2 separate regions of the Sus scrofa genome follow, and region 2 is linked to region 1. Evidence: chromatin contacts called from public targeted proximity ligation data. All regions are on one chromosome and are shown on one strand. The core of a region is the stretch at or near the end of the contact, and the rest is flanking DNA. Distances in the headings are between cores, read along the strand shown. Region 1 overlaps LOC110260821 (a long non-coding RNA gene). Region 2 overlaps LOC102159120 (a long non-coding RNA gene).

Evidence for each region.
Region 2: a targeted proximity ligation map of alveolar macrophages shows a contact between it and region 1. A contact is called at or near these places in 1 of 47 Hi-C or Micro-C datasets (epiblast stem cells) and 1 of 2 datasets of targeted methods (alveolar macrophages).

Annotation. Positions count from the first base shown.
Region 1 is chr5:90,436,931-90,440,700 of Sscrofa11.1, reverse strand. It overlaps LOC110260821 (a long non-coding RNA gene), which reads right to left. Exons shown (of 3, transcript XR_002344330.1): 1 at 3,148-3,770. Among named protein-coding and RNA genes, the nearest start is that of PLEKHG7, 130 kb to the right of the region's middle.
Region 2 is chr5:91,004,210-91,007,979 of Sscrofa11.1, reverse strand. The region is part of intron 2 of LOC102159120 (a long non-coding RNA gene); the gene reads right to left. Among named protein-coding and RNA genes, the nearest start is that of BTG1, 190 kb to the right of the region's middle.

The sequences.
Region 1 (3,770 bases), core at 746-3,245:
TGCCATGTTCATTACACTCAATAATGCACATCGAATGAATCAAGTCACAGAAAATAGACCTTCCACCAACTCCGGTCTCTAACAAACAAAGCCAGCCCAGAAGAGGCTCTTAGTGCTTGGCCATGGATGTCTTAGAGCATCCTGAACAAAGAAAGTGAGATGGCTGCTGAAATCCACTAAAACAATTACAAGGGGGTTTTGTTCATCTTTTAATAGAGCAAAGATATTTAATTACATTTTTAATAAACTATTTGAATTAAACATTTAACAAGTCATAGGGTAAATTAGGGAAGTTGAATAAGTCTGCCACAAATTTTTCAAGCTCACTTTGTCCAACAAAGTAAGTTCAGTGTCTTTCTTATAAAGTTAACTTTTGTGTCCACAAAGCTTAGGACATAGCAAATGCTTACTGAATGAGTACATGAAAAAACATGAGGAGTTGCCATCATGGCTCAGTGGTTAACGAATCCGACTAGGAACCATGAGGTTGCAGGTTCGATCCCTGGCCTTGCGTAGGCGTTGCTGTGAGCTATGGTGTAGGTTGCAGATGCAGCTTGGATCTGGTGTTGCTCTGTGGCTGTGGCGTAGGCCAGTGGCTACAGCTCCAATTAGACCCCTAGCCTGGGAACCTCCATATGCTGCAGGTGCAGCCCTAGAAAAGACAGAAAGACCAAAAAAAGAGATATGCCCTACCTAGACTATCTCCAATATCAGTGATGACTCTTAATTATGGTTAGTGTGTAAACTGGTTATCTCTGACTGTGTAACAAATCATTCCAAAATGTAACTGCTTCTGGAAGTTCCTGCTGTGGCTCAGGGGTTAACAAACCCAACTAGCATCCATGAGGACATGGGTTTGATCCCTGGCCTTGCTCAGTGGGTCAAGGATCCAGCGTTGCCATGAGCTGTGGTGTATGTTGCAGACACAGCTCGGATCCTGCGTTGCTGTGGCTCTGGCATAAGCTGGCAGCCACAGCTCCAACTGGACCCCTAGCCTGGGAACCTCCATATGCCGCAGGTATGGCCCCAAAAAAGACAAAAAAAAAAAAAATGTAACTGCTTCAAACAACACTTATCATGTCACAGTTTGAAACAATTAGAAGTTTGATGTGTATCTGAGTTTAGAGAATAATAGGTAATATTTATTAAGCACTAACTCTATGCCAGACTATTTCAGCAGCTGTATGTATTTATTTGTTTAATCTTCAGAACACCCTGTGGTGGTTACTCGTATTAACCTACCCTACAAATGCAAAAAAATGGGCATCGTGAGGTTGCCTAACTCAATGAAGGTCATACGGCCAATAAAAAGCAGGCCTGGGATTCAGACCCAGGCAGTCCAGCTCCAGAGGCCAAACTCCTAACCTCTAACAGACTGCTTACAAAGATAGGAAAAATAACAACAATCTACTCTTTGAAGATGAAGCTAATACAGTGAAGGCTCCCCCTCTCATCACTGTCATATATAGGTTACTTCATCTCCCCAAGACAGATGATTAGATTTGCAGAGACCTATCGTCCCAATGAGCATGACGGCTGCCCGTATTTGATGGTGAAATCAGTGGCCATGGGTCTGGTTTTCACGAATTAGCTCAAAGGAGTTCCAACCTATAACCTTAATAGTATTTGAACCAATGGACCAAACTGAATCTTATTCCATGTAAAAGATAAAGGATGCATTCATTAATGTAAAAACTGCAACCAGATCTACTGATAAAATGCCTAAACTCCTAGGAGGAAACAGTACCTACCCTCTCAGACCAAACAAAGACTAAAGGTGCTGGCAAGCCATTTAAAAAAGCCAATCTCCTATAAATGAGGGTCTTTATTCCTACCCTTCCCCTCCAAGAAACAGGAAAATCTCTCTCTCTCATTCTCACGGATATTTTGCACTAGAGGAAGCAAGTGCATGTTTTTTCGATCAAACCAAACAGGGTGGTAGGAACAATGGGTCTTGAGCAAGGAGGACTGAGTTCACGCCGCCAACTTGCTGACTCACTGACACAGCTCTTCACCACTCCTGGCAGCAACTTCCTCATTACAATAGCAAAAAATAACGAGAAATTCCCTGAGTGTAAAAAATCGACGATCCCTAGAAATGCATATACAATTGCCACTTCTTTTATTCAGGTGATAGATGCTATCATGCTTTGTAAGAGTCTGCTTATTAGCTACACAAGATTAAAAAATCTCACAAAACAGGATATGAGAATGTATCATTTATCAGAGGCCAGAGACAATGTCAGTTCTGAGAAAGACAGCAGCATTCAAAAACCCAAGACCTGCAGAGAGTTTCTCATTACTCTACTCTGTCACATGGCAGGGGAGTACAATACTAGATGACAACACAGATTCCACCTCCCTGCCCCCCTCCCACTACGTATTGGTCATGGAACTGGGGAGGGGGGCCCTGGTCACAAGGGACGTCTGAGAGCAGCAGCTGCTGAGGAAGTCAGAGCCCATCTTCCTACTTCGACTCATGGATATATGGAGCCAAATATGTTTTTGTTTAAGTTTTGTTATGAGAACTGCAGTGACGGGGATGAAGTCTATTAAGTAATAGGGAAAGAAGAATATGAGAAATAGAACCCTGCTGACATGACAAGTAGGAAGGGTTAGAGGCGGCTCGGGAAACGGGGATCACCACTGAGACTCCACGTCTGACGTAAGGGAAACATCAGTGCCCAGGGAGCGGGTGTACCTCGTACCTAACTGAACGATTCTAGGTAAGTCATCCTACCCCCTGTTTATGAAATGAGGAGGTTTTCTAACCGAGTCCTTAGCACAGTGGTGTCTCATGGAAAAACCAGGTGGGTGGAGAGAGACACAAACCCACGAGGGTCCTGCTCTCAACTCCCCACTTCCTCTTCCGACACAACCACTTTTGCTTTTCCCTGTTTTACACTGAAGTTGAACAAAAAAAAAAAAAAAAAAAAAAAAAAAAAAGTTTATTTTTTAACTTGTGCTATTTTAAAGAATAAAGTGTTTGAAAACACCTAGGCTGGATGACCTCAAACATTTCCAACTCTTTCCATGAGTCTACCCACATATTAACAAATAAGCAGGCATTCACTTGCTATCTCAATTCGTTTTCACACTCCTAGCAAACATCTCAGGGTAAATTCACAGCCATTCTTTGAATCTGACCTGTTTTTCCTCTTGTTCAGCTGTGGATTCTGCAGTTCCTTGACAAACACTTCTAAGTTATAAAAATCACCATCTCTCTCCACTAGAAAATGAAGTTGTCCACCACGTCTTCTGGCCATAAAACTGATGTGACTTTTTCTATCAACTTCCTCAACTCATTATTCCCCTTCTGCTTCACCACGTTCATAATGATGATGGTTATTATTCATGAGGGCATGGCAGAATCCCTGGGTGAGCATCCCTACCACCACACCTCAGCCTTTCCATCTCCGCTACCTGAGCAGAGCTTGGCAGCACCCTTCCCCATGGTCCGTCAAAATGTTGCCACTCTCTGATGAGTCCAGACTAGTCTTCTGTTTCCTTGGCAACCCAAAATACTTCACACAGTTAACAGAATCTTCTTTTGGGTAGGAAAGCAAAAGGCCTCCACGTGCTGGGAAAAGTTCAGATACGGGAGAAGAGACGATAAAGCCAAATTAAAGTAAAATGAGTAAACAGCAAAACAGTCTTCGTGCCTAGAATAAAATGAGAGACACTGGGAAGGGCCCACCATGCCACCAGGTGCAGCCATATAGTTCGACTCCATGGCAGTTAGGCCAGTCAGACCCACAAAACCTGCCCAG
Region 2 (3,770 bases), core at 885-3,384, 570 kb before region 1:
AAAATCATATTGTTTTTCTGAAACCAAAGTAATTCTGACTTTTGAGTAGAATATCTCTATAGACATCCTTCTGTACCTTTAGTTATTTGTTCAAAGTAATTTTTAATGATTGAAGATATGTACTCTGAATATGCACACATATTCCTTCAACAGAAGTAAATATATCTTCTACACTGTTGAAAGTCCTCTGTCACATGTGCCTAGGGAATTTAGAGGGCTGGGTGGGGGAAGGTGTACATGGAAATTCTATTAAGTATTTCTTATTAATGTAAATATGGAAAAGGGTTTAAAATTTTCATTTGTTAAAATTCATATGATTTTAAAGCACAAACCCAGATCTGATGTCAGTTTCAATGATTAAATATTTTACATTTTATATCATGAGTTACAACAAAGTATGTTTTTAAAAAGTCGTTTAGAGCATGAAGTCACATGACTGAAATAATTATTTCATTATTAGTCTCACATATATAATGTTCAATTATTATTTTCTCTTAATGACAAAGGGGGAAATCTCGCATTTGAATGAATCAATTGGGGCCGTGATTGGGGCCATTACTCTCTTATCCCTAATTCAATATTCATTATTTCAGTTAAACTATAATGACAATCTTCATTCAGTTTAAAGACTTCATGGGGCCAGACACTAGGTATGCAGTCAATCAGAAGACATTATTTTTAGTCTATTTAATATAGCACCACCCCAATTCAATGCTACATTTCCCAAGACCTCAGTGTGTGTCCTATTTTTGAAGGCTGAAAATATCTTTAGCTTAATCTTGCACTTTTGGCTGAGTCAGATAAGTTATTCTTAAGTCTGACATGCTTCCCTCAAGTTATGAAGGAAAACATTTTCAAAAATAGGAGTAACAGAAAAGGAAGGAAGGAGGGAAGAAAGAAAGAGAGGAGAGGAAGTAAGATATGTACTCTGAATATGCATGCATATTCCTTCAACAGAAGTAAATATATCTTCTACACTGTTGAAAGTGTAGAAGTCTCCAAGTAAGTCAAGGCTATGAATCTCCCAAATGATAAACTAGCTACCTGCCTGGGCATGCTAGGTTCTAATTTTTATAGCCTATCATATAATGAGCCCTGTTCAGTGACTTTCAGCACTATGGCAGTCTATATATGTCATGACAAGGATAGTTTAAAATTTACTGAGGTTTGCTTCTAGAAAACAGTGTGCCTTACAGGTAAGAGAATGATTTTATGTAACAGTAAGGAGGGCCAGACATGTAAAGGGCACTCTCCTAGCCCAAGAGTAACCAAAACATGGCCTTTTTTTCCCAAAGAGGTTACAGTTCAGTGGAGACATAGGAATGAATATAAATCATTATGATATAAAGTATGGTGTGCATGGCAAATGCAAGTCAAAAGAGTCATTAATTTTGACCTCAGTAGGGATTGAGAACGGCTTCCCAGAAGGAAGTAACATTGAGTGTGGTCTCAGAGATCAATTAAACGGAGAGAAATGGAAAAACCTTGAAGACTGGGATTGATAATTTCAACAAAGATGCAGAGTCAGGAGAAAAGTAAGTCCTATTTAGGGAGCAGAATTGTTTCTTATGGGTAAAATACATGGTGACTCAGAGAGCTTAAGGCCAGACATTAGGGTAGAAAGAGGGCTGAGATGAGCTATGGAAAGGCCTCAGGAGCAGATGGAGGGATGTAAACGCTGTTCTGTAACCAACGCTGTAAGCAGAGAAAGAGCACAATCAGTTTGGGGTTTGGCAAAGATAGTTCTAAGAGCAGTGTCTACAAACTATTAGAAAGGAGATGGGTCAGAAGCAGACAAACACTGAGAAGTCAGTTGCAACTGTGTGGGAAAGAGGAAAAAAAGGGTAAAGGGGCTTGCACTGAGGACGTGACAGCAAGAACAGAAGACAGTAAGAGACAGGTCAGGTGTTACCAGTAGAACTTGAAGACAGATGTCATAGGAGTGAGGAAGAGGAGTCAAAGGCAATCCCCGAGGGTTCCTGCCCCACGGTCGGGGTGGATAAAGATCAAACACATTTACACCATTGTGGCTTTGCGAAGCCCTTCCTTCCCAATTTACCACCTACAGATAGTCCAGCCCTCTTTCAAAGCTCGGGGCACAAACCTTTCTGCATAGCAGCTTCCCAGATGCCCTGTCCTATGCTTCACCCCAAATGCACACAAAATACTATTTTTACTTCTCCTTTCTGTCGTAGGAGGTTACTTACATGTCTGCGTCACTGTGGGTATGTAAGTGCTTTGAGAAACCAAGTTCCACTCGTGTTTGTATTTTCATAATACCCAGTGTGGTAACTGTTCAACAAATGCACGCTACGGCTATTTCAGTTGAGACATTGCTCAATACTGTCATGATCAAGATGATTCAAAGAGAGGCGATACTGAGCAATGATTCTCAAAGTGCGGTACCTGTGTTAACTGGAGAAATATGGAAAATGATTTGGAGTATGGAAAGATTTTTAATGCTTTCTATTTTAAATTCCCAAAATGGAATAATACCCAGAAATGTAAAAATAATGAACTACGTTACATGACTAGGATAAATCACAAAAATATTGTGTCGAAGAAATAAGCTAAACATGAAAGAATGCCTATCACATGATTTCAGTTATATGAAACTCACAAGCAGGAAAAGTAATCTATATTGATAAGAATCATAACAGTAGTTGCCTATAGACGTAGGATTTGACTAGAAGGGTGGGCGAGATAACCTTCTAGGGTAATGGAAAAATTCTATATTTTAGATTAGGGAATTTTACAGGGTTTTTTTTTTTTTTTTTTTTTTTTTTTTTTTTCAGAAGTGTTTGTATTGTAACCTTAGGATTGTAGTGTTTAACTCTGAGTAAACTTTATCTCAATTCAGGGGGAAAAAAAAACCATTCAGGGTTTGAATTTGAATACCATCTCGGTATTGTTCTTATTTTACTAGAGTATGATGACAACATTATGTAAGAACATGTTCATAATATTGAGAGATATTTACTGACATATATGTGGGTGAAATGATGGATGTCCAGATTGCTTTAAAACAGTTCCTGGAGTTCCCGTCATGGCGCAGTGGTTAACGAATCCGACTAGGAACCATGAGGTTGCGGGTTCGGTCCCTGCCCTTGCTCAGTGGGTTAACGATCCGGCGTTGCCGTGAGCTGTGGTGTAGGTTGCAGACGCGGCTCGGATCCTGCGTTGCTGTGGTTCTGGCATAAGCCAGTGGCTACAGCTCCGATTGGACCCCTAGCCTGGGAACCTCCATATGCTGCGGGAGCGGCCCAAAGAAATAGCAAAAAGACAAAAAAAAAAAAAAAAAAAAAAAAAAAACAGTTCCTAAAATATGAACATGATTCAAAAGGAGATAATGAAAGCAAATATGTCAAAATATTTATAGATGGGAATCTGGGTGAGGGGTTGATGGGGATTCATTTTACTACTCTAATTATGTGTGTATTTAAATTTTCAAAATACATATTTTGAAAATACAATTTTCTTAGTAAAACATAAATCACCACCTAAATATCAAACTCCATACTCAAACAGCAAATTCTTTTGCCTCCAACTTGATTTTTTTTTTTTTTTTTTTGTCTTTTGTTGTTGTTGTTGTTGTTGTTGCTATTTCTTGGGCCGCTCCGCGGCATATGGAGGTTCCAGGCTAGGGGTTGAATCGGAGTTGTAGCCACCGGCTACGCCAGAGGCACAGCAACGCATGATCCGAGCCGCGTCTGCAACCTACACCACAGCTCACGCAACGCCGGATCGTTACCCACTGAGCAAGGCAGGGA